Linked DNA regions of Mus musculus: regions 2, 3, 4, 5, 6 and 7 are each linked to region 1. Evidence: chromatin contacts called from public ChIA-PET, HiChIP or PLAC-seq and promoter capture Hi-C data. All regions are on one chromosome and are shown on one strand. Each heading gives the region's core, a stretch centred on a gene start, on an enhancer-like site or on the middle of the called end of the contact. The rest is flanking DNA. Distances are from core to core; before and after follow the strand shown.

Evidence for each region. Promoter capture Hi-C pulls out the DNA fragments that hold promoters and counts their contacts. ChIA-PET counts read pairs in DNA pulled down with a chosen protein or histone mark. HiChIP or PLAC-seq counts read pairs in DNA pulled down with a chosen protein or histone mark.
Region 2: a promoter capture Hi-C map of erythroid cells shows a contact between it and region 1, with 6 times the contacts expected there. The contact joins the promoter of Stk11 here to the promoter of Oaz1 in region 1. A contact is called at or near these places in 1 of 39 promoter capture datasets (erythroid cells), 1 of 115 datasets of contacts at active chromatin or transcription factors (pancreatic cancer cells) and 1 of 9 other capture datasets (liver).
Region 3: an HNF4G HiChIP or PLAC-seq map of pancreatic cancer cells shows a contact between it and region 1. The contact joins the promoter of Nfic here to the promoter of Oaz1 in region 1. A contact is called at or near these places in 6 of 39 promoter capture datasets (cranial neural crest, fetal liver, liver and 2 more) and 1 of 115 datasets of contacts at active chromatin or transcription factors (pancreatic cancer cells).
Region 4: a promoter capture Hi-C map of pre-B cells shows a contact between it and region 1, with 2.4 times the contacts expected there. The contact joins the promoter of Pwwp3a here to the promoter of Oaz1 in region 1. A contact is called at or near these places in 3 of 39 promoter capture datasets (liver, neutrophils and pre-B cells) and 1 of 9 other capture datasets (pancreatic islet).
Region 5: an RNA polymerase II ChIA-PET map of memory CD8 T cells shows a contact between it and region 1, with 32 read pairs. The contact joins the promoter of Ndufs7 here to the promoter of Oaz1 in region 1. A contact is called at or near these places in 3 of 39 promoter capture datasets (liver and neural stem cells) and 1 of 115 datasets of contacts at active chromatin or transcription factors (memory CD8 T cells).
Region 6: a contact with region 1 is called in an H3K4me3 HiChIP or PLAC-seq map of bone marrow-derived macrophages, with 4 times the contacts expected there. The contact joins the promoter of Dohh here to the promoter of Oaz1 in region 1. A contact is called at or near these places in 5 of 39 promoter capture datasets (the SN4741 cell line, embryonic stem cells, erythroid cells and 2 more), 1 of 484 Hi-C or Micro-C datasets (forebrain) and 2 of 115 datasets of contacts at active chromatin or transcription factors (bone marrow-derived macrophages and embryonic stem cells).
Region 7: a FOXA1 HiChIP or PLAC-seq map of pancreatic cancer cells shows a contact between it and region 1. The contact joins the promoter of Rps15 here to the promoter of Oaz1 in region 1. A contact is called at or near these places in 1 of 39 promoter capture datasets (liver), 1 of 115 datasets of contacts at active chromatin or transcription factors (pancreatic cancer cells) and 1 of 9 other capture datasets (liver).

What each region holds. Positions count from the first base shown.
Region 1 is chr10:80,824,996-80,828,526 of GRCm38.p6, reverse strand. It overlaps Oaz1 (ornithine decarboxylase antizyme 1), which reads right to left and starts at 1,871. Exons shown (of 5, transcript NM_008753.4): 1 at 1,622-1,871; 2 at 145-290; 3 at 1-66. The coding sequence starts at 1,767.
Region 2 is chr10:80,113,798-80,117,328 of GRCm38.p6, reverse strand. It overlaps Stk11 (serine/threonine kinase 11), which reads right to left and starts at 1,534. Exons shown (of 10, transcript NM_011492.5): 1 at 422-1,534. The coding sequence starts at 711.
Region 3 is chr10:81,425,400-81,428,930 of GRCm38.p6, reverse strand. Nfic (nuclear factor I/C) reads left to right here and starts at 1,758. Exons shown (of 10, transcript NM_008688.3): 1 at 1,758-1,855. The coding sequence starts at 1,826.
Region 4 is chr10:80,224,827-80,228,357 of GRCm38.p6, reverse strand. Pwwp3a (PWWP domain containing 3A, DNA repair factor) reads right to left here and starts at 1,760. Exons shown (of 14, transcript NM_023431.5): 1 at 1,654-1,760; 2 at 1-36.
Region 5 is chr10:80,247,669-80,251,199 of GRCm38.p6, reverse strand. Ndufs7 (NADH:ubiquinone oxidoreductase core subunit S7) reads right to left here and starts at 1,751. Exons shown (of 8, transcript NM_029272.4): 1 at 1,709-1,751. The coding sequence starts at 1,724. It overlaps n-TFgaa3 (a tRNA gene), which reads left to right and starts at 2,164; the gene lies at 2,164-2,236. n-TNgtt7 (a tRNA gene) reads right to left here and starts at 2,041; the gene lies at 1,968-2,041.
Region 6 is chr10:81,382,728-81,386,258 of GRCm38.p6, reverse strand. Dohh (deoxyhypusine hydroxylase/monooxygenase) reads right to left here and starts at 1,825. Exons shown (of 5, transcript NM_133964.3): 1 at 1,681-1,825; 2 at 212-540. The coding sequence starts at 485. Gm48551 (predicted gene, 48551) reads right to left here and starts at 1,825. Exons shown (of 6, transcript NR_168929.1): 1 at 1,681-1,825; 2 at 212-540.
Region 7 is chr10:80,290,517-80,294,047 of GRCm38.p6, reverse strand. It overlaps Rps15 (ribosomal protein S15), which reads right to left and starts at 1,617. Exons shown (of 4, transcript NM_009091.2): 1 at 1,565-1,617; 2 at 1,188-1,273; 3 at 172-406; 4 at 1-81. The coding sequence starts at 1,567.

The DNA.
Region 1 (3,531 bases), core at 622-3,121:
CTGGATGCTCAGGACCCTGGTCTTGTCGTTAGACGTCGGCTCCTCTGTCACATTCAGCCGCTCGTCCTAGGGGAGCAGGGTTGTCAGGTTGGCCAGCTTACTTTGCCAGTGCCAGGCACCCCCGGGCTCTCCACAGGTACTCACGGAGTACAGGATGCTAGCTGAAAGACTGTGATCCCGCTGACTGTTCCCTCGCCCACCTGGGATCTTCAGGGGTGGGTGAGGGACATCAGGAGCACCACCGAGGCCCCGGACCCAGGTTACTACAGCAATTAAGGGCAACCCTAGAACTGCAGGAAACAATGCTCAGGTGGCAGCAGCGGCAATAATTAAGTGCCCGGGCTTCCCACTCAAGAGCCATTGACAACAGTCAACCCGAGTCACTGCCCCTCACCTGTGTGACTCTGCCCCTTTTGTAGCAAGACAGGCCTCACAGGCAGTGTCATCTCAGCACTGTGGCCCATCCCACTCCATGCTGCCAATCCTCCCTTCACACCAGGTCACTCGCTCCTTCCTACCCTCTGGTCAGCAGCTACCAGTGACCCCAAAGTTCTACCTCACTAACTACTCATGCTCTAGAGTCAGACAACCCCAAGTCTCCTCTCTTCCCTACTGCCACTCTATAGGTGTCTGCACAGCCTATATCCAAAGTTCCTACCACCTATATCGACGCCCTTCCCAAACCAGTCCCCATTCTGAACCCTTCAAGTGATACCCTCCATCCCACCCACTGCAGACTTTTAACTGCCAAGTGGACCAGGGATTAAGGTCACCTCACATCATACTCACCACACCACACCACCTCCATGTCCTCCAACATAGCTCTGTGAGCCCCCAAGCCTGACCACTTCCAAGGTCCTAATTCTGACCCAAATCCCTCCAAAGTATTAGAGCCCTCAACACGCAATCACTAAATCCAACCTAAACCTCATCCCAGCTTCCCCACCTGTGACTTCCTAAACCGACACAAGCTTCTTTCTCAACACCCCAAATCTGATCCCATACTCTCCCACCAAGAAATGAGTCCTCAACATGTACCCAAGAATATAATAGGATTCCTCCCCAACAGCACCCAAAATCCCAGTATTCTGCAAAGAACTCCAAACACCGGGACGAGCCCCACCTCTACATAGCATACGATTTATTACCCAAACGCCCTACAGGTAACCACAAACACTTCGCCACCTGACATTAGAACTAGCTCACATATCCGAGAGGCAGACCCCAAATTCGAGTCTCCAATCTCTTCTCAGATCCCTCCCCAAATCTTAGGCTCAACTCACAACCCCCGAATCCGATTCGAACCCAAAATCGAATCCTACATTTTCGCGAAATGTTCCCGGTCCTCCAATCAAACCAAACCCTATTCCTCAACCTGAGACTCCCTAATTCCACTCGAATCCCAAATCCGAGTCCGCGACCCGCTCCACAGGCCCCGCCCCGCCCCGCCCCGCCCCCTGCGCGATTGTGGCCGCCACAAAGGGGCGGATCTCGCGCTGCCGAGACTTATCTGGCGCCGGAGGCCGACCCCGCTCCGGGCCTGCGCGTCCTGCGCTGCCCTCTGGGGCCTACGCGGACGCTGTTTCTGGAAGGTTCGCGGCGGCGGGGGCAGGGCTCTCACCTCTCGCTGCTGCAGCCGCCGCGGCTGTGCTGACTAAGAAGCGGCATGGTGCGGCTGGCGTGAAGCGTGGCGCTGCGTTTGTCCCCTTCCTTCTCTCTGGCGAAGCAGTGGCTGTTGAGGATCCGCTGCAGGGAGGATTTCACCATCCGGCCGCTGGGGTCCGAAACCAGCAAAAACCTCCGCTGCACTTCCCGCGCCGCCGCCGCTGCTCGCCGTTCGCAAAATGGCGCCGGCGCCGACGCCCACTTTTATATGCGTCGTCACGGCAGGCCACGCCCCCACACGCAGGCGTAAACGCAGCAGTGTGAGGCGACGGAGGAACGGGGTGGGGCCACAGTGGCAGCCCAAGGAAAAACCAAATGCGTCCCACCTACTCCGGCTTCTGATTGGCGAGAGTAAAAAGACAGACAGAAGGTTTCCGTTGATGATTAGTTGGCGATAGGAGAATCCCGGCCCCGCGTGTTTGCGTCACTCTGTGGGAGGGAAGACAGAAAAGCCAGACGCGTCCCGCCCCTACAAGGCTCTGATCGGTCAATGTAGAAAAACGGACGTATTGGCCCCTTTGAGGATTGGTTGGAGTTCTGACAAGCCCGCCCTCGAGGCTTTATGACGTGAGGCGGAGGCGGGGCTTCTGTAGTCGCCTCCAGGACGTAAACCCCCATCTAGCCCAGGCCTCAAGGCTAGGACTCTGCGCCTCCTCTAGTACCTGTGGCCCTTCAGTTTTGTCATCTGTCATCCTTTCCATCTTAACCATTATGGTCCCACTCATGGGACGCCCCGCTCCGGGAAGACTGTCAGGACATAACTGTCAAGGGTACCTGAGGCTGACCTAGGCGGTTTGCTTGGTGCCCATCCCCCACGCGGCAAAATTATTCTAATGACCTTGTAATAATGGGTAATAGATTGGGACTCTTTGTTTTAAAAGCAACTTGCTATTTAAAAGAAAATCTGTCAAAAGTTAAGTATCCCAATCTAGAGAAGTATTTTATGTCAAATTGGAATTTAAACAACTTTTCTCATAGACTCAGCTTGAAGGTTTCCTTCATCCCAACCCCCCCTCCCCCGCCGCCGCCGCTTTTTTGTTGTTGTATTTTGATTTTTGTTTTTTGAGACAGGGTTTCTCTGTTTGCCTGCCTCTGCCTCCCAAGTGCTGGGATCAAAGGCGTGCGCCATCACTGCCCTGCTTACAATTTATTCTTAAAGAATTTCGTATTCTTTTTCTCTTTATGGGTTTTTTGTTGTTGTTGTTTTGTTTTGTTTTGTATGTTTTGTTTTTGAGACAGGGCTTTTCTGTGTAGCCCTGGATGTCCTGGAACTTACTCTATAAACTAAGCTACCCTCAAACTCAGAGATCTGCCTGACTCTGCCAGCTGAGTGTTGGGATTAAAGGCCTGTGGCACCACACCCTGCTCTTTCTCTCTCTCTCTCTCTCTCTCTCTCTCTCTCTCTCTCTCTCTCTCTCTCTCTCTCTCTCTCTCTCTCTCTCTCTCTCAAGATTTACTTATTTTATTTATATGAGTACACTGTTGTTGTTTCTGGTCTTCAGACACAGACCAGAAGAGGGTGTGAGATCCCATTATAGATGGTTGTGAGCCACCACGTGGTTGCTGGAAATTGAACTCAGGACCTTTGGAAGAGCAGTCAGTACTCTTAATCTCTGAGCCATCTCTCCAGCCCCCTCTAATTCTCTTTTTTTGTGAGCAAACTACAGTGTGATACAAAGATCAGAATTCAGTAAAAATCTATCTATGGTTGTGATAAAAGCCACTCAACCTAGCTGAGGCAGGAGGATTGCTGGAAGTTCCAAGTAATCATGGACTGCCAAAAAATCCCTTGTCTTGATAAACAGATGTCCCTGTGGTGGTGGCACAAGTCTTTAATCTCAGCACTCTGGAGACAGGGCACGTGGA
Region 2 (3,531 bases), core at 285-2,784, 710 kb after region 1:
CGCAGGGACCTGCGCAAGCACTGGCCGGCTACCCCCCCCACCCCCTTCACCATTATTTTTGGCCCCACCGGTTCCCTCTAGCTGCGTAAACAAACTAGCCACCCGCCTGGCAACGCCCGCCAAAGAAGCCAGGCGCGACTTGCGCCAGGACCTGGCCCAAAGAGGGGGGCTGGAGGCGCAGTTGGCTGCACGACCTCCTGCTAGGACAGTCCTGCAGGCTGCCCTAACATACAGACCCCACGAGGTGACGCTCAGGGATAGATGGGGTAGATAAGGCAGTAAAAGGAAAGAGATGAAAAAGGAGGAAGGAAATGAGAAGAGAAAACGGTTAGAGGAAAGAGAAGAGCCAGAAAGTAGGAGGAAGGGCTGCCCAAGGAGCTCAAGGCAGCGCCCGCGTCGGCCCCAGGCCCTTGGCACCTACTTCTTGACGTTGGCCTCTCCATTGGGGATCCTGCGCAGCTTTTTCTTCTTGAGGATCTTGACCGCCCTGCGGCATAAGGTCTCGGAGTCCAGCACCTCCTTCACCTTGCCGTACGAGCCCTCCCCGAGCAGGTCCCCCATCAGGTACTTGCCGATGAGCTTGGCGCGTTTGCGGCGCGGCTGGTAGATTACCTCGGTGGAGTCGATGCGGTGGATGAAGGTGTCCATGCCCACCGACATCAGCTCGCCCTCGGAGAAAAGGCCCAACGGCTCGGGGTCCGCCACGTCCATCCTGGCCCACTCTTTGTCCTCGTCCCCTTCGGGAGCGCCAATTCTTTTCAAGTTCGAATTCCCCCCCCCCCACCCGCTTCTTCCAAATGTTCCAAGAAGGGGAAAAAAGGAACGGGGAAAAACAGGAACGACCTCCACAACTCTCCCGGTCCCCACAACCGGGTCCACGTCCGCTTCCTGGGCGCCAATTCTTCACTTTTGATTTTCCCCTTTTCTTCTAGGTGCTCAGGGAGAAAAAAAATGAAAATAAGAATGAAAAAAAAAAAAGCAATGAGCCCCCCCAACCCTCGCGTCCCCCCAATTCGGGTCCCCGGGGACGCTGCTTCCGACGGAGGCGACGGTCCGCCGTCGCGGCGCGCGGGCCGCTAGGTCATGTTCGCCACTTGGGCCCCGCGCTCAGGGGCCCAGGCGGCCGCGTCGAGGCCGGTCCGCGCCGTCCATGTCCGGCCCGCGCCGAAGCCGCGCGCGGCCCCTTAGTTCTACGACTTCTCGGGGCGCAGACTCCACCCGGACGCGGGACACCGGGACACCCGCAAGTCGCGGACACGAAATCCGGACAGGAAATCTTCCGGGGACCGAGGGGGGAAAAAAACCACCCCAGGCGGCGCGTCCCCCTCGCCGCCTAGCCGCCGCGCGACAGGCAGGAGGCCGGAGCGGCGAGGGGGGAATCGAACTCCAGGCAGAAAGATGCTGCCCGCGAGAGACAACTCCACGCCGGCGCCGCCCTCGGCGACTCGCGCCTCACTCGCGGACGCCGTGAGCCGCCTCCCCTTTCCTAGACCGACACGCCGCCGCCATCTTGTTTACCGCCCTGCGCCGCGCCGTCGTCGCACGTCGCAACGGTGGACACGCCCCCTCGCGGAGCCGACGTGCGCGGCAGTTGGCTGTAGCTTTAGGCCCCACCTTTCGGACCCGCCTCAATCGCCAACGAGGATTGGGCTATTTGGATCTAGGTGGGCGCCCGAGCTGACATTGGACAGTTCGGGTTCCATCTGAGAAGGCGTGATCTAAATTCTCATTGGTTGTCTGAGACGCCCGTCAATGGGAGTAAGCAAGCGACTGTAAGGGAGCGGCCGTGGGCTGTGGCTTCAAGCCCCGCCCCTCAGTGGTTGGCCCTGGTGTGTGGGGGCGGGACTTTATTTGCCAGTGGCTGTCGCAGACGCCCGTCAGCAAGCGCGACGGGCCAGCGAAACCTCTGGGCTGGCTGTGGTGACCTCGGAGTTTCGGGCCTCCGGTTAGAGTTCACGCGCGTCAACGTCCTCCGGGGAACGGCCGCGACTGGAGGCATGGGGGAGGGTGGAGAGAGAGGCTCGTGGATCCCTAAAGAGATCCAGCCCAGGCTTGCTCTTAACGGCCTTGGGGGAGGGGTCAAAGGTCAAAAAGTAGCCCAAAGTCGACACTCCCGAACCTGAAGCCTTAATGTAGCGCCTCTGAGATCCATGGCATAGAGAGGAGCGTTTCCTGTGCAAAATAAGAGCAGCTGGGCTGGTGAGATGGCTCAGAGGTTGCGGGCGATTGACGTCAAATCTGACTTCATGAGTTCGATCCCCGTAAGTTCACAAGGTGGCTAGAGTGAAATGCCTCCCTCAGGCTGTCTCTGAACCTAGGGACTCCGTGGTAGGCGCGCGCGCGCACACACACAACACAGAATTTTAAATAACAGTTATCAAAAAAGGTGGCTGGGTAAGACGTCGCCGCTGGCCTCAACTCACCTGCTGCAGTGTTTTTGGGTGGTTAATCTAATTATTTTTATCTGTGCCCTTTTTTAACTGCACGAATAAAAAATAAGGGTTGGAGTATGATTGAGGGACGAGTGCTCACCCTGCCTGACTCCCTCTACACACAAGTTTACGCACAGGCCGGTTACAAGGTCCATAGATCCGTGAGTCTATGGTTCCCTCCGAGGCCACTAGGGGGCGGGGTGTACTGCCAGGAGAGTCCTGGGGGAGGGAGAGACCTAGACTCCAGGAAAGGTGGGAAAAGTGCTTGCTCTACATGTGTTCAGCCTTCAGGACTTAAAAGGAGGAGAGAACTGACTTATGCAAGCACATAAATTAAGAAAAAAGATCAGAGAAACAGACGTGAAGACAGAAATCCAGGGAAAACACAGACTAGACAAACAGAGTCAGGCTGGATGGAGGGACAGGTCAGGGGTGAAGAGCACTGGCTGCTCTCCTGAGCACACAGGTTTGCTGGCCAGCACCCACATCACACAGGGAGACTCTGGAGTTTCACCTCCATTTCATTGCTCTGACATTGCCTTAAACTATGGCAGTGATAAGGAAGTCTCCTCCTCCACCTCCACCCTTCCCCTGACAGACTCCAAGGACAGATCCAGAAAGAGTCAGGGGCAATAGACAACATTCTGTTTCTACCCGATCTGTACCTGAGCTCCCCCAGTGTGACAGCCTCTCATGTCCCCAAGACATTACCCTGAATTCTCTGACGGGAAGAGTTATCACTCTGGTGAGAACTCTGGGTCAGAGATATAGTTAGAAGTATTTAGAGATTTATCATATTTACCTGTGTGTATGTCTGTCACATTCAGGACCCCACTGAGGCCTCAGATACCTTGGAAATGGTGTTGCAAATAGTTGTGACCAGGCATGTGAGAGTGCTGAGAACCAAAACTGTGACTTCCAGTAGAGCAGCTACTTTGTAAATTTGGGAACTCAGTACCACTTCAATAACATGAATTATCCCTGAGAGGCCGCAGATTCCAGACCATAGAAGCACAATGGGAATGGTGCCTGGGGTGGGGGGTGGGGTAGAAGCCACCAGGAGGGAAAACTTCAGACTAAAGATGAAGCCTGCAGCCAG
Region 3 (3,531 bases), core at 509-3,008, 600 kb before region 1:
AGAGATCCACCTGCCTCTGCCCCCTGAGCACTGGGGTTAAAGTCATGCACCACCATGCCTGGCTTTAATTTGTATATTTAGATTTATTTCTGTTTATTTTGTTATTTATATCTGTGTGCCCCACATGTGGGGGTGTCGGGGTCCCACGACCGTTGTGAGCTGCCATGTGGGTGGTGCTGGGAACCGAAACTGGGTTCCTCTGCTAGAGCAGCTGGGACTGTAACTGCTGAGCTGTCTCTCCAGCACCCTGACTTTTTATTTTTTTAACAAATGGGTCATATGCAGCTGAGGTACAAGTCTAGTGTCCTCCTGAGCCTCCCGATGCACCCTTGGCACATGGTCACCTCGGTGCTGGTGTCTGCTTGCATCTCCACAACCCAGAACATTAGACACCCACGGGGAAACTGAGGTTCAGGGAGAATGATGTTTATTGGCTGGGACAGAGCCACACATGCACACTATGCATGCATTGAACCTGCTGTGTGCTGTCCCTAATATAGGGAGGTGATCAGTATGGGCTCATGTAGCCCAGGCTGGCCTTTGGCTTCTGACACTCCTGCCTCTTCATCCCTGCTGGGATGACAGGTGTGGGCCCTGGTGTCCTGGACATCCCAAGGGCGCGCATCCAATCTGACAGGTGGTTTGGTCAGTATCCGTGGGTACTCCTAATAGTGTCACTCACAGGCATCTCCTGGGGTATGGACCAGGTGGCCGGTGTGCCAGGCAGGCACCTGGGACCCGACACCCCAACCAGTGGTTTCCTTCTCTGGGCCTTGGCTTCACTGGAATTACAGTGATAACGGATTAAAGCATCTTACTGCTCTGTAGCACACTCTCCCCCCAGCCCTCACATCCCATGTCCTTGGGTCCCTGGGAGAGAAATAATTGAAAAAGGCCTAGACTTGTGAGTGGACACTGGTGGCCGGGGTGGGGGTGTGCAGGCTTCTTCAGACGCTGCCTTCAGAAAGGTGATCTCCAGCTGGGCAAGGCCCAGCATACCTGTCTTCCCAGGAGGCTGAAGTAGGAGGATCCAGAGTTCAAGGTCATCTTTAGCTACATAGTGAGTTCAAGGCCAACCTGGGCAACATGAGACTCTGGCTCAAAAATAGTAATAATTAAAAGAAAGGAAGGAAGGGAAGAAAAGAGAAGAAAAATGAAGTTAGTTGGAGTGAGATTTCCCTGTGCCTCAGATTCCCCAAATATGAAATGGGCAGCCTGGACACTGATCTAAACTTGGGGACCTGGTTGGCCTGGATCACCCCACTCTGCTCTTTATCACACAGTAGTGTCAGAGCCTGGCCTGGCCTTGAGTCCTGCACCGCACCCTTCCCAGGGACCCCATACCTGCTGCTAGACCACTTATTGGCTTTTTAAGGGAAAGCCTCCCACACTGGTCCCCCTCTACCCTACTGGCAGTGGCCACTTTGAGGGCACAGGTGAGGGGACAGATGGAGTTTGGGGTACAGTTGGGGGCAGAGGCAGGCTGCTGCAGGGACTCAGGTGGGATGTGGGGGGCAGCTAAGGGCTCAGCCCCATCTCGTGGACCTGATCGCTGTGTCCTCCTCTACAAATGGATAGCTCTAGAGGGAGGGGACTAGGGGGTCCGCGTGTAGAGACATAGTTTGTTTGTTTGTTTGCTTGCTTGTTTGCTGTCGGCGATTTCTTTGAAAGTTGGATGCGGGCGGCAGGGAGGGAGCGGGGGCGGGCGAGAGGCGGCGCGGGGCGGGGAGGACGGCGGAGGGAGGAGCGGGAGGGCGGCTGCAAAAATGACTCAGTAAGTTCGGCGGCCGCTCGGCCTCTGCGCCTCCGGTGCCAGCGCCCCGGGATGTATTCCTCCCCGCTCTGCCTGACCCAGGTACGCACCCCGCTCCCGGCCTGGCCCCGGCCCGCACCCCGGCTCCACCTGGAACCGCATTCTTGCAGTCTGGAACCTCCCCTCCGCAGCGGGGGTGGGAAAAAAAAAGCGCGCGCGTCCTCTCTACCCACCCTCTTCCAGGCCAGGGTGTTCCTGGCATGGACCTGGGGTGCGGGCAACTCTTGAGATTGGGGATTCCATCCTCGTTAAGCTTGATTGCACACTTGGAACCCCATTTTCTGGGCCCCCACTTTGATCTAAATCGGCTGTTTTTGGAACTCTCTCTCGTCTTGGCTGGATGGGGGGGGGGGCTGGCGTCCTCCCCACAGCCCTCACCCTTTGCACCCAGGAAGTCTGGGTCCCCTCCAGATGGAGAAGAGAGTAGGTGTCCGCAGGAAGCACCCCACCCGCACGTAGAACGCTCCCCACCCGCCCGTAGGACTGATCTTGGGGTTCCCTGCTGCACTGTAGGTCTCCCTAGCTGTGCGGTAAAGGGACCCCTAGACTATTTGTTCGCGAGTTCTTGGTTTCCCAGGTGGCCGCCCCCCCCTCCAGCTGGCAGTGTCCCCCTCCATTTCAGGCCCACGTGTGCGCGCGAAGGGGGAGGGGCGCGCGAAGTTGGCGCGCGGGGGGAGGGGCAGTCTTGCGGGTGTCCATCGCGGGTCCCCCCCCTTCCCTGGCTCAGCTCCCCCCCAGCTCCGCATTGATTCTTGAATTATTGAGCCGAGCAGGCGCTGCCAGGCGGCTGGCGGGAGGAGCAGAGGCCAGGGCTGGAGGAGGAGGAGGAGGAGGAGGAGGAGGAGGAGGAGGAGGAGGAGGAGGAGGAGGAGGAGGAGGCCGCGGCGGCGGCAGGGGACTGGCGGACACTGCGTACTAGGTGGCCAATCCAGCACCTGCCCTGCTGTGCCCCTCTGGCTGGGTTCCAGCATCTGAGGGAGAGTGGGGAGGGGTGCATCCATCCCTCCAGGGGACCCCCCTTCAAGGAGCCCCCCAGCTGTGTCTGCCCCCTGGAATCATAAGCCTGTCTTTTCCAACTCCACAGCCTCTTGTGATTTTTTTTTTTTTTTTTTTGCTGTGTCTGCCTCAGTTTCCCCTGAAAGAGAGTGAGACATAGTGGTCTCCAGACTGTGTTGGTTCTGGGAATTGCAGTTGTCTGATGTCCTGAGGAGAACTTTGTGAGGGCCATGGTTGTTTTTGCCAGGGAAGACCCAGGTAGCCCATCTCAGGGACAGGATCCTGGGGTCCTCCACTCCTGCGGGTCCCTCCATCTTGGTAAGAGGTGCAGTTCTGTGATCCCCAGGGGAGACCCTCATACTGAGGGAACCCCAGCCTGCCCTACCCAGGGTTCCCTGGTGACCTTGGATAAATGCCTGCCCCTCTGCAGGCCTCAGTTTCTACTTCAAGTGAGATTTGAGGAGTGGGTCACCCCACAGCCCAGGGCAGGCGTTGCTCAGTTGCCGCCAGAGCACCGGCATTGGGATGTAATTGCTGTGTGACCCCAGGGAGACTGGAGTCTCTGTGCTGACTGACTACTGGTGGCTGAGAGGTCTGAGGCAGACGTGGCCGGCTGGAAGGCAGCCTGGGCACGTGGAATTCCCCGTCCTGGCCTTCTGGAGGCCTCCATCCAGGCTGCTGCTGGGAGCTGGGGGCGGGGGCAACCCCAGTGCTGGCTCCAG
Region 4 (3,531 bases), core at 511-3,010, 600 kb after region 1:
TGCGGTGGTACAGGCTTGACTGAGGCCAGAGGTCCCCTGCAATGAAATGTGTTTTAGAAAGGTGCTGCTTGCAGCAGTGAGGTTCACACAGACACAATCTTCCAGGGCAGAGGCTAGCCGCACACCCAGCTTCTAGGACACAGGTCAATTCAGAGCCTGGTCTTGAGACGTTGGGCAAAGAGCCAAGTGACAGTCAAGTGCAGGGCCCTGGAATTTGAGGAAATGTCTTGTTTTCTGTAAATAAAATTTAACAGATCCCCTCTTTAAGGTTGCACGCAAACTATGCTGCAGCAGCAAAGCTCACAAGCCCTCCCTGCCTCGGGCCTGAAGGGTGGCTGCAGCACACACCACACTCCACATACCCCATTCCCTGGAAGGACAGGGACAGATGCAGGGTTCTGGCAGAAGCAGCCAGGGCTGTGAACAGAAATGGAAAGATGGGGGAAGGGGGACCAAAGCAGCAGGAAGGACGGCAGGAACAAGGGAACTACCAGCAGAAACAAGGGTTTATGTAGTAGAAGGGATCGTAGAAGCAGGAAAGGTTTTCCAGAGGGATTACAGGCAGCAGAGTTGGGGGAACAGGGTTCCCAGCAAGGATGGGAGTTCATTAAAGCAGGGTGGGGTTTCAGGAGATAACAAGGGCTCTGCAGCGTTATGGGAACTCAGACAACAAAAGATGAGGCTCAGGTAACAAGGACTGGGGTTTGGGCAGCAAATATGTCCATAGCAAAGAAAGAGGTTCAGGTAGGAGTCAGGTAAAAGAGGTGGGGTTTGCAGTAGGGAAACAAAGATGGGGTTCACAGAGGAACTGAGATTCAAGCTGCAGAAACTTGAGTTCAGCAGGAAATATAGGGTTTACAGCAATGAATGGGAGGTCAGGCTAGAGGGAGTTTGGGCGCGGAGACTGCGATTCTGACATGAAACTCAGAGTTCACAACAGGGATAAGGTTCGAGCAGCAAATTGGGGGCTTAGACTGCAGAGAGGGGGTCAAAGGGAAGAAATAAGGCAAGAAATCCAGAATTTTCAGCAAGGACATAAATTCAGGCTGCTGAGACAGGGTACCAAGCAGTAAATTCACGATTCAGGCGGCACGGGGTGTGTGTGTGTATGTGTGTAATGTTGGGTTGATACTGCAGAGGTCGAGGTATCCGGTCAATAAGGGGCCTCCAGCAGGAAACTCGGGGTCTTAGCAAGGACACGGGTTCAGGCTGCAAAAAAGGGGTATAAGGTAGGAAACTCGGGGCTCAGGTTGCAGAAGAGAGATATAAGGCCGGAAATACGGGGTTCAGGCTGCAGAAGATAGGGATCAGGCCGGAAATACGAGGCTCTCGGCAGGGATGGGGCTCAGGCTGCAGAGAAGGGGACTTAGGTCAGAAACACAGGGTTTGCACCAGGAAACGAGGTTCTCAGCCCCCCAGGGGCCTCGGCCGCACGTGGGCCCTGCGCAGAACCGGACGCGGCCCAGCTGGTCCAGCCCAGCCGCCGCCCTTCCCCAGGCTCTCCGCCTGCACCCCGCCCGGCCCTCCCCAGGCCGCAGCGGGCTCACCCACCCAGCCCGCCTGACGCGGCGTCCGAGCCTGAGCGACCAGGCCGCGGCGGTCCCAACGGCGGAAGCCCGCCCGCCAACCGCCGCCGCAAGCCCGCGCGCTCACCGCCTCCGCCGCCGCGCAGATCCCCGCGGGCTAGGGGCGGGGCCTGCCTCACAGCGGCGCCGAGTCCCGCCCGCGCCGCCGCCCAATGGGAACTGCGTACCTGCGCCTCGACCCCGCCCCCCAAGAGCGCGCCACCTCCTGCGGGCCACGCCTCAGCCCATCGGTCACGCCCTCCACCGCCTTCCCTCCTGCCCAACTTGTGGAGTGCGCGGCGAGGGCTCCCCCTGGGCCCGAGGCAGGGTAGACCGGGAGGCCCGCTCCAAGTCCCACCCCCCGCTGCTGGCCAATAAGAAGATGGAGCTCACATCATGGCCCCTCCCACAGACGGCGGCGGCCTCCCTAGACCACGCCTCAGCCCGTAGTCCACGCCCCAGTTTTCCTACATCCTGCAATGGTTCCTGAGACGGAAAGTGGGCCCTTTTTCCAGACAGATTTCCGCCTGCGAGCAGCTATGCGAAGACAGAGGGGGGTTGGGAAGGCGAAGGCCTCACGAGCTCCTCACAGACTTCTAGTACCTTCCAGCTTCCGAAGTAACCCGATTCCCACCCCAGAAGGAAGTTATCCCACCTATGTGGGAAAAAAAAAAAGCCATCCAGTGAGGATGCCCAAGTCCTGAAGTGGAAAATAGAATGTGAGATGGCCTCATACCTAGGTCCCCAAGCATAGTCAGCGACTGGGAGGGAGGGGGGCTGCATCCAGGACCTGTATCCATGGACTTTTCTAGAACTGGAAGTTTCCAGTTTGGCTGCCGACAAATGTTTTTGTTTTTGTTTTTTTGAGACAGGATCTTTCTGTATAGCTGTGGCTGTCCTGGTACTCACTTTGTAGAGACCAGGCTGGCCTCAAACTCTACCTGCCTCTGCCTGCCAAATGCTGGGATTAAAGGCGTGTGCCACCACTGCAGGTGAGGTTCACACTCAAATTCTTAACTAAGGCAGTTAGGCTGCTCACCTGAGCAATGTCACTGACCTGGTCTCTCATGACTGTTTTTCCTTTTTAAAATGGTTTACTTATTCCCATTTCATGCGCATTGGCGTTTGCCTGCATGCATGTCTGTGTGAAGCCATCAGATCTTGGAGTACTACAGGAAGTTGTGAGGGGCCACGTGGGTGCTGGGATTTGAACCTCCATCCTCTGGAAGAGCCATCTCTCCAACCTAAGTGTTTTTCTACTGTGCTTATTACAGATGGAGAACAAGTGTTGTTGTTGGCCACAGAGGTGAGATGACGGGCCTGCACCCTGGGTGTCATTAGGATGGTGGCTTGTGCCACAAGTGACATGGGGTCAGGAATCCCAGGCCCAGAAGCTTAGATGGCAGTACTAGGGTCTCCTGACAGCACTGGCCAAAGTGGGCAGTGTGTGTGTGTTCTAGGCCACTGATTCTCAGGTAATTCTCTTGAAGTGAGGATTGTCACATTGTCACCACCAAGCATTACTGGTCTGCATAAGCTTGGAGGTTATGCGTGGTGGAGGGGATGTGGGTGAGTGGGTGGTGTGAGCGTGTCCGTGGGATGCATGGGATGGCCAGGTCTCTCAGCAAGGTTGGTTCTATAGGTTCACAATTGAAGCAGAAGCAGTGAGCAAAAGATGGTAATGTAAGGAATTAGTTAAACCCAGTCACCAGTTAACCAACCCATTCATCAGTTTAGCCGTTTACTAATCAACCCATCCATTTAGTAACCTCTTCATGGTTTAACCAACTTGCCAGTTGATCCATTCATTACTAACTCACTTACCCATGAACCAGTTAACTTGGTCCCTGTTTAACCCACTCACTATGAACTCTCTTCTTCCTCAGCTTCAGTGAACAGATGTGCCAGGGTCGGGCACCCAGGAACAGAGGCCTTGACCCCCATTGCTAGTGCATTTTCCCATGTC
Region 5 (3,531 bases), core at 502-3,001, 580 kb after region 1:
CTGAGTGGCACACACCAGGCCTGATCTTCCCCATCTAAAAACTTAAGGCTTTGGATAAACTTTCAGCAAAGTAAATGCCCTACTAAGTGGCTGGAGGTGCCAGCAGCAGGTGTTTGTTTTAACTGGCATAGGGTCTCTTTGTGTTGCCTAAGCTGCTTCTGAACTCTGACCTCAGGAGAGCCTTCTGAGCAGCTAGGACTGCATGAAGCACAAGTCTGGCTCAGACCAGATTTCTGTGCTGTCATGCTGGGAATGAAATGTGGGGCCCTGAACACATTCAGTGAATGTTTTAACACTGGACCACATCTCCAGGCCTCCTCCTCTTCCTGCCTTTTAAAATGGTATTACTATGTATCCATGGCCGGCCTGGAACTCCCAGAAATCTTAGTGCCCTTCTTTTGAAGCAGGGATCCAGTATAGCCCAGGCTAGGCTCATCCTGCCTCAGCGTCCCAAGGGATGGGATCACAGCTGTACAGTACAATGCCTTACAGCAAACATCCTCCTTGTTGTCTCTAAGGTGTTAGTTTCTCCTTCAAATAGGACCACAGTAAGGTCTATTAACTGTCACCAGCAAGATCACAGCTGAGCCTGAGTGAATTCAGGCGCCAGCAGTCAACACCACGAATCACCAAGCCCTCCACTCTTCAAGGGGGCTACATCACAGCTGGGCTGGGTACAGTGGTGGGGTCTGTAACCCCAGCAATGAGAGACTGTAGCAGGAACATGAGTTTGATATGACTCTAGGCCACACAGGAAGACCCTATCTTTAAAAGAAAAAATAATGTTGGGTATAGTAGTAAGTCTGTCATCCTAGTATTTGGGGTCAGAGCCTGGAGGATCAGGAGTTCAAAGTCAGCCTCTTATACATGAGATCCTGTCTCCAAAGCAGGCATTTGGGGCTGGAGTTGTGTTGGCAGAGTCCCTGCCTGGCATGCACCAAGCTCTTAGTTCCATCCCTGGTGCTGTATAAATGGGCTTGACTGTGCACACCTGCCATCCCAGCATTAGCAGTGAAGGCATTCGGATGAAGCCTTCAAGATCACCCACAGTATAGAGTTTGAGCTAGGACCCATCAGACACTGTCTCAAAGCAACAACAAAACACAGAAGGAGTTAGACCCGACTTCCTGAGTTCTCCCACTCCTTATGTTAACACTGCAACCTGCTAGGCGATGGGAGGTTCCACTTAGCAACTGTCGCTCACGTCTACCAAACTGCACAGGTGTTTAATCCCTGTACATAAAGAGAAAGACACCAAAGCTTTGGCAGGGAAACTAAGACATCTGCTCTAGAGGCCCTTGCTAGCTGTCCAGGTTGGGGATGAGATGGAAAGAGCCACCGGGTGGGTGGCCTAAGTGTCCTGGGCCTCTCCCCTGTCCCACTCTGTGCTTCGGGGACATCAGCCGGGTTTCTGCAGTCAGCTTCCTGAGGTTGGAAGATACACAGGCCTCAGCGTTCCCGACTATAATCAGGGACGATAGCAGGAGGCCTGCAACTTGCTATGTAGACCATGCAGAACTGTGTAACGTGAATTCAAACATGCTTCGGCCTAATGCTAGACACCGACATTACCGAGGGCTGGGATCTGACCTATAGGTCTCTACGGTCCCAACGCCTCTCAACACTAGGCTTGGGCTCCAAGGTCCCCGCAGCGCCAGCTCGGAGCCCAGGACTACGCCACTCTCCCGACCGCAAGGGCTTCACTCACCCGCCAGCGCCGCCATCTTGGCCTCGGCCTTCAGACAACCTCTGCGGTCCGTCCTCCAAAGAGTTCCGGTTCTAGTCCAACGCCCAAATAGACACCAGCGGAAACCCGCACCACAAGCCGAGTGGTTCTGACCCGCTTTATACCTGTGGTCGCGTCCGCGCAGAGTGCGCCACGGTCGTCCTGTGACAAACAGGAAACAGCGACAAAATAAAGAACTTCCACTTTATTCAGTATTAGGGAATGAAAAAGTCGCTGTGGTCGTCCCTGGGTGGGCTCGAACCACCAACCTTTCGGTTAACAGCCGAACGCGCTAACCGATTGCGCCACAGAGACGACATTAGTCAGCTGCTTATAGTATAACCCTACAAGGTTTGACAGACAAATTGTGAAGTGCGCTTGCGCGCTAAAGCAATGGCACGGGGCGGAGGGAGGGTGTTACCGACAAACAGCGCGTCGCCGAAATAGCTCAGTTGGGAGAGCGTTAGACTGAAGATCTAAAGGTCCCTGGTTCGATCCCGGGTTTCGGCAAGTGTTTTTAACTCATTGATGAACCTGTCTTCCGTTTTTGAGATTTTTGATTCGTTTTGAACCACAGTCTTGAATTAGTCCAATCCAATGTTGAACTTTTACGTTCTATTTACATATTAGCAATCAGTCCTGCATTCTTCCAATTAATAGGTCTAAAGCCATTACTGACTATGAAATGTAAAAGTATCGGGGTGAATTGTTTACACACCTGTCAGACTAGCACCCCAGAGAAGCAGGAGGATGTGTACGAGGACAAGTTCTTCCTCTCAAAAAGCCAAAATTATTATTGTTGTTGGTAATGATGTTGTTAAGTAACTTTTTTTTTTTTTTCTTTTTTGGTTTTTCGAGACAGGGTTTCTCTGTATAGTCCTGGCTGTCCTGGAACTCACTCTGTAAACCAGGCTGGCCTTGAACTCAGAAATTCACCTGCCTCTGCCTCCCAAAGGTAACATTTTTTTAAAATGGCTCAGCAGAGCATTGGTTCCTCTTTCAAAAGAATGGGAATTCAATTCCCAGCATCCCATAACCTTCTAAAACTCCAATTCATGGGTCTCTGATGGCTCTTTTGATCTCTCCAGGCACCAGGCATGCATGCAGTCAAAACACCCACACATAAAATAATAAAGTAAAATGAATAAATGTAGGTGGTTAGTGAGCACTCTCTCCTATCACGCAGAAGACCCTGGTTCCACCTCGGCACCACATAAACAAGGCATGTGTGGCGTGCCTGTCATTCCAGCCCTGGGGAGGTTGAGGCAGGAGAGTTAGGAGTCCTTGGCTAGACAGCAAACTCAAGGCCAACCATGATAATGAGAATGATAAAGGTCTGAACTGGTTCAGTGGATAAAAGCAGTTGACTGCTGCTAGACCTGAGTTAGATCTCTAGATCCCACAAGGTGGCAGGAGAGAACTGGAGTCCGAAAGTTGTCCCAGGCATGGGTACCAATGGCTCATGCTGCACATTTGCATGAGCACACACACTCGCAGACACACACACACATGAGCACGCACACACACATTATCCCTGCCTCTTATTTCCAGAGCGCTTGGCTTGGCATTAAGGGATGGGAGGTGGCTGTCATTTGGTAGAAAGTCAGTAACGCCTGGGCAGGAGTCTCATTTTCCCCATTTGTAAACTGAATAGAATCATATACATGTAGCACTCTCTTCCACTAATTTCCACTTGTTCAGTGATTTATTTATTTTGGGGTGTGTGTGTGTGTGTGTGTGTGTGTTTTACAAGGCTGGGTATGGCTGGAGAGAACTATGGACTAGAGAAAAATAAACTTTTAGGT
Region 6 (3,531 bases), core at 576-3,075, 560 kb before region 1:
AGTGCCCCTGGGTGGAGTGACAAGTCATCACTAGACTTTGGGCAGAGGGACAGCATTCCAAGTCCCTGAAGAACAGGTTGGCATAGGTCCCAACTCAGAAGCAAAATCTCTGCTGGGGAGACCACCCCCGTGCGCTGTCCATAGCCCTGTGCGGCACCCATCTGTGCCCCAGGGACAGAGCTGAACACAGCACTGGGCTGCCCTTCCTCACCTGCCTCATGACGCACCATGGGCTCCTGGCTCGTGTCCTGCAGCACATCCGCCAGCACAGGGATGGCCCGTGCGTCCCTCATCTGGCCCAGGCAGTAGGCCAGCTCGTGCTTCAGAAGAGCAGAGCTGTCCTCAAAGCCCCGGCTGATCCACGAGATAGCATCAGGGCCACCAAGCCCCCGAAGTGTAAACAGGGCCCGGAAGCGGGCCTGCAGGGGCTGCTTGGGGTCCACCAAGGTCTTCCCTATGGCCTCTATCTCTTGCTCCGTTACCATGGCAACGGCCTCCCCAGCACGTGATCTGCAAGGCCGGATTCTAGGCAGTAGAAACCTACGGTAGAAAAAGGAGAAGGGGAAATCTCAAGCTAGGGCACACACCTGCATATCTGCCATTCCAGCCCCGGGATGCTGAGGCAGGAGGACCCCTGAGCTCCAGGCCACAGAACTTTCTCCACATCCATCCAAGTGCTGGGATTAAAGGCATGCGCCACCACCACCTGGCCAGACTTTTTCAGGATAGCTTAGATGAGGGATCTAGAAACTGTCAGTTGCAAAATGGATCTCACCCCTGCCTCCCACACCACCTTACTGGAGGTTCTCATGTAGCCCTGTGGGATACACTTTATCCGTCCCCTCCTCCCTCCGGACTTCTCCCTGCTCCTGCCTTTGCACAACTTGTACCCTCTGCATGGCCCCATAGATGCAGGACAACACTCCCACACAGGTGTTTTCTTTCACGGATGAATTAACACGGAAACAGACATCGTCCAGTATAAGAGGACCGGCCCCTGTCAGCCATTAGACATACAGCAGATGCATACATAACAAACTGGACTAGCAGGCTGTGGCAAGCTGGAAGGCCTTCTGGGCTCTGATGTCACCCAGCGTCCCCGAGTTTAATGAGGCAGGTATGGCTGCCTCACCAGTGATGCCCATCAGCCTACAGTCACACCTTGAAAATGGAATTCATCAACACACATGAAGCAGGTCTACGGGAGCTGGCAGCAGCTGTGTGGCAGTGAGACCCACATCCCGATTTACCCCGAGCAACAACAGGGGAGACCAAGGATCTCGTGGGTCCAAGAGTGCCCATTCGAGGTATGGGGCCTCCCGCTTAATTCAAAAAGGCTCCAGGCTGGGCAGAGGCTGAAGCAGGAAGATAACCGGTCCCAGGAGATCCTGTTTCCAAATACTTAAGCTGAGAGGTCAAGCGCGGGCCGGCCTGCACGTGAGCCCCGCATAGGCGGCCAACCTGTCAGCTAAGCACGGGGTAGGAGGAGGCCATTCGTAGCCACACAGTGGGTTGGAGGCTAGCCTGGGCTACATGATATCCTGTGTGACGTCAAATACTGAAGGAAAAGGGTCCAATTCCCCGTAGGACCCCCTCAAGGGAAATCCCAGCGCTCCCGGGAGCAGCGAGTACCTCAAAGCGGAAGTCCCCCGAAGGGGGGGCACTTCTGGCACTGCTCACCGTGTTTTCGTCTACAGGGACTCGTCAATAAGCTCCGTATACTCGGGACAGATGGAGAGAGTCGCTGCGACAGCTCCAAGAACAGGTCCGCGGACGCATCTCGCGCGACGTCCTCTGGACGCCGCCATCTTGATGGCCACGTGACCATGCTGGGCGGAACCATCGTCGCGACTAGGGGTGACCACACCCGGAACGATGCGGCAGCGACGCCCCAGGACTGTCCTAAGAGCCGGAGAAGCAACTTCCGGTCTTCCTCCGGAAGAAGAGTTTCCGACCGTCTCTCCCATAGAGAAAAGAAAATGGTTTGATCCCATTCACAGCACAACCGGGCCGGCCGTGCATAGCGCATGCGCAGTGTATAGTGGGCGTGGCTATGTTCTACAGGGCGCGGCCAATGGTCTCTGGGACCAAAACAGAGGAAAAGAAATGGGAGATAAAATAGGCGTTACGAGCAATCTCAGCAGTGAGGGCACTTGCAGTCAATTTGAGAATGAGTTCGATTCTGGGGATCAACAGGATATACGGCAGTGACATGACCATAAAGTCGAAGTTTAAATTTTTAAATATGCCGGGCGTTGGTGGCGCACGCCTTTAATCCCAGCACTCAGGAGGCAGAGGCAGGTGGATTTCTGAGTTCGAGGCCAGCCTGGTCTACAGAGTGAGTTCCAGGACAGCCAGGGCTACACAGAGAAACCCTGTCTCGGGGAGAAAAAAAAAAAAAAAGCCGGGCGTGGTGGCGCACACCTTTAATCCCAGCACTCGGGAGGCAGAGGCAGGCGGATTTTTGAGTTCAAGGCCAGCCTGGTCTACAAAGTGAGCTCCAGGACAGCCAGGACTATACAGAGAAACCCTGTCTCGAAAAAACAAAACAAATGTATATATGTGTGTGTGTGTAAATGTCATGAAGTTCATTACTTTTTTGGTTTAAAGATTTATTTATTTATTTTTAAAGATGTACTTATAATATATAAGTACACCGGTTGTGAGTCACCATGTGGTTGCTGGGAATTGAACTCAGAACCTCTGGAAGAGCAGTCGGTACTCTTAACCACTGATCTCTCCAGCCTCCTCATTACTTTTTTTTTTTTTTTTTTTTTTGAGACAGGGTTTCTCTGTATAGCCCTGGCTGTCCTGCAACTCACTTTGTAGACCAGGCTGGCCTCAAACTCAGAAATCCGCCTGCCTCTGCCTCTCGAGTGCTGGGATTAAAGGCCTGTGCCACCACGCCTGGCTTCCTCATTACTTTTTTAATGATTTATGTACATTGGTGTTTTGCCTGGATGTGTGTCTATGTTAGGGCGACAGATCCTCTGGAACTGGAGTCAGAGTTGTGAGTCACCATGTGGGTGCTGAGAACTGAACCTGGGTCCTCCGGAAGAGCAGTCAGTACACTCAACCACCAAGCATGTCTCCAGCCTCCATGAAGTCCGTTATTACATAATTATGTAAATTTAATTTATGGTAATAACAATTTTTAAAGTAAAAATAAAATTAAGACAAAAATACACTATTTTTCAGAATGCTACCAGGAAGCCTGTTATTATATGGGCTTGTATGATGCATGGATATAAATGTGGAAAATGCAAATGTCAGTACATACGCTAAAAATACACAATTTACATGCCAAAAATTCAAAGTAAAATGAATATTAGACTGGGAATGAATGTTTAAAACATTTTATAACTGAGCTTACATCTTTAAATCCCAGCACTCAGAAGGCAGAGGCAGGTGGAGCTCTGTGAGTTTGAGGCCAGATCTACACAGCAAGTTCCATCCAGCGCTACATAGTGAACACCTGCCTTAAAATACAAGAGAAAAATCACGTCTGCTCTGTGATGCGGCTCTTTGCTA
Region 7 (3,531 bases), core at 368-2,867, 530 kb after region 1:
GGCACCGATCCCGGGCCGGCCGTGCTTCACGGGTTTGTAGGTGATGGAGAACTCGCCCAGGTAGTGGCCGATCATCTCTGGCTGCAGGTTGAGAGGAGGAAGCAGAGTGGTGTGAGCAGCTTTGGCACAGAGAAAAGCCACCCACCCAGCCACTCCCGGACCACAACTCACTTTGATCTCCACCTGGTTGAAGGTCTTGCCGTTGTACACGCCCACCATGCTACCCACCATCTCCGGCAGGATGATCATGTCCCTCAGGTGCGTCTTCACCACCTCAGGCTTCTCCATGGGTGGTGCCTCCTTTTTGGCCTTTCTCAAGCGCTTGAGCAGTGAGTGTTGCTTCCGCCGAAGACCACGGTTCAGGCGCCTCCTCTGGCGGGCGCTGTACAGCTGCATCAGTTGCTCACTGTGGGAGAAGGGGGTGGTTTGGAGACCCGGGGACAGCATGCTGCGCCAGCACTGCTCCATTTCTTTCACACCCAGAAAGGAACATGCCGGGAGCTCACTAAAGACAAGTCCTCCATAGCACTGCCGTCAACCTTCAGGGCACAACCCTCTAAAATGAATCCACCAGCTTCCACAGGCAGTGACGTAAGCCGAGATCAAACCTTTTCCTTTGACAGCCCACCCAGACAAATTACCTATCCGTGGTTGATTTTCCCCAAGGTCACAGGGAGGCCTGTGAGCCCAGTCAGCGGGAGACTGAGGCAAGGTAGTTCTGTCTACATAAGACTGTCGAACACTGCACAACTGTAGCAGGGGCCGAGTTGAGGTCACAATCTAGAGCGCTTGCCTAGGAGGCTAGGACGCCCCGAGTTTGATGCTCTGCACCGTGATGGTGACCCAAACATTAGGGAGGTTGAGAGGATCAGGAGTTCGAGGAGAGCCTGGGCTACACGGGTCCCTTTTTTTTTTTCCGACTCAAGAGTTTCTCTGTGTAGCCCTGGCTGTCCTGGAACTCGCTCTGCAGACCAGGCTGGCCTCGAACTCAGAATTCCCCTGCCTCTGCCTCCCAAGTGCTGGGATTAAGTCGTGCGCCACCATTGCCCGGCACTCGAGACCCTTCCTTGCCTCTCCCATGTGACATGTGCAAAGGTTCTGGCTCTATTTCCAGCACCACCCACAGAAAAGGAAAATGTACAAACGGGCCAGCGACCCGGCGGGACTAAGGTGACGGGGCCTCTTACTAGGACATGTCGAGCAGTTGGTCGAGGTCTACGCCACGGTAGGTGAACTTGCGGAAGGTGCGCTTCTTCTTCTGCTCCACTTCGGCCTGCGTGAGCGCGAGTCGGGGTTAGCAGGGGCTCGGCAACCTTACCCGGGAGCCCAGGGACCTGAGCTGCGCGAGCCGCGCTCCTCTAAGCTACGGCGGACGGGCGAGGGGACACACAGCCCCGCGGCCGCCCGCAGCCATCCGGGCCCTTCCGCACCCGCCATCCGCAGTCTCCGGGCACCCGAGCACATCGCTACATCCCCAGGCAGCGAGTCCAGAGTCTTGCGAAAGGGCCCCGGGAGGATGGCGACGGATACCCGGGAGCACAGACCGCCGTGCACGAATACTCACCATCTTGGCGGTTACTCGGAAAAGGAAGTACGGGCTGCGCTTGCGCAGTTATCGCGAGCTCTGCCGGGAGGGCCCGCCTCCACCGCTCAACAGCTTCCGCTCTGCGGATACTCGCCATTGCCCCCCGCTGTCCGGAGGCCAGAGCAAAAGCGCCGCTACCCTCCGGAGGGGCGTGGCTCCCTTTGGGGTTTTTGTTAGTGTGTCTGTCTCTCTGTCCCTGGTTTTCTTTGTCTTCTCTGTCTCTGTGTTTCTGCCTCTCTCATGTACAAGGTCTCAAGCAGTGATTCTCAACCCGTGGGTCACAGCCTCTTTGGAGGTGGCATATCAGATATCCTGCATATCAGATATTTACAATTATGATTCCTAATAGCAAAATATATACATACATTTTTGGGGGAGACGGAGGTTCAAGACAGGGACTCTGTGTAGGCCTGGCTGTCCTGAAACTCGCTCTGTAGAACAGGCTGGCCAGAGGCTAATCCCAAGTGCTGGGATTAAAGGCGTGAGCTACCACCTCCAGGCTGTCTGCTTTTCTTGTGGGATGTGTGAGCCTACCACCTCAAAAGTGAGTGGTTAATTAGAAGACAACTTGGAGAGATCAGTGCTCTCTTTCCACCATCCTGGGACTTGGCTTTAGACTCCCTGACCCAGTGAGTGTTTCGTTTTATAATAAAATAGAAGCCAGGTGTGATGGCACAAGTCTTTGTCTTTTTTTTGTTTTGTTTTTTCGAGACAGGGTTTCTCTGTATAGCCCTGGCTGTCCTGGAACTCACTTTGTAGACCAGGCTGGCCTCTAACTCAGAAATCCACCTGCCTCTGCCTCCCAAGTGCTGGGATTAAAGGCGTGTGCCACCACGCCCGGCAAGTCTTTGTCTTTAATCCCAGCTCTTGGGCTACACAGAGAAACCCTATCTCAAAAAACGAAAAACCAGAGAGAGAGAGAGAGAGAGAGAGAGAGAGAGAGAATATGAATGAATGTTGGAAAGGAAGCCGCATTTTCTATTTTTGTTTTGTTTTGTTTTGTTTTTCAAGACAGGGTTTCTCTGTGTAGCCCTGGCTGTCCTGGAACTCAATCTGTAGACCAGGCTGGCCTTGAACTCAGAAATCCGCCTGCCTCTGCCTCCCAAATGCTGGGATTAAAGGTGTGCACCACCACGCCCAGCTCCAACATTTTCTCTCTTATCTAGTGTTGGGGGTTGGAAGGCTAGGAGGAAAAAGGTGGAGAAGGATGGAAGAAAAAGAAGCCCACGAAGTAGCAAAGTCCAGCAGAGGCACGTGTAGCACACAGAAGGCAGAGCGGTCTGTGAATTCCAGGCCAGCCAGGGATGCATAGAAAGACCATCCCTGTCTTTAAAGAGAGAGGAGAGGTAGGACAGTAGTGGCCAGGACAGCCAGGGCTGCATAGAGAAACATCATGTGAAAAAACCAAGCCGGGCATGGTGGCGCACGCCTTTAATTCCAGTACTCTGGAGGCAGAGGCAGGTGGATTTCTGAGTTTGAGGCCAGCCTGGTCTACAAAGTGAGTTCCAGGACAGCCAGGGCTATACAGAGAAACCCTGTCTCGAAAAACCAAAAAAAAAAAAAAAGAGAATACTCCCTTGGGCCGGGCGGTGGTGGCACACACCTTTAATCCCAGCTCTTGGGAGGCAGAGGCAGGCAGATTTCTGAGTTCAAGGCCAGCCTGGTCTACAGAGTGAGTTCCAGGACAGCCAGGGCTACACAGGGAAGCCCTGTCTGGATAAAAACAAAACAAAACAAGAAAGGTCTGATTATAGTTGAGTGCACATGGATGCTGGCACTGGGGCTAGGTACACTAGATCCCTTGGAGCTGGAGTTAAGACAGTTGTTTCTCCATCTACCTTCCCCACATAAGGTTTTTGTTTTTGTTTTTTGATTTTTTTTGGTGGTGGTGGGGGTTAAGGGGTTTATAGAGATCATGCTGGCCTCAAATTCATAGCTCCAATTGT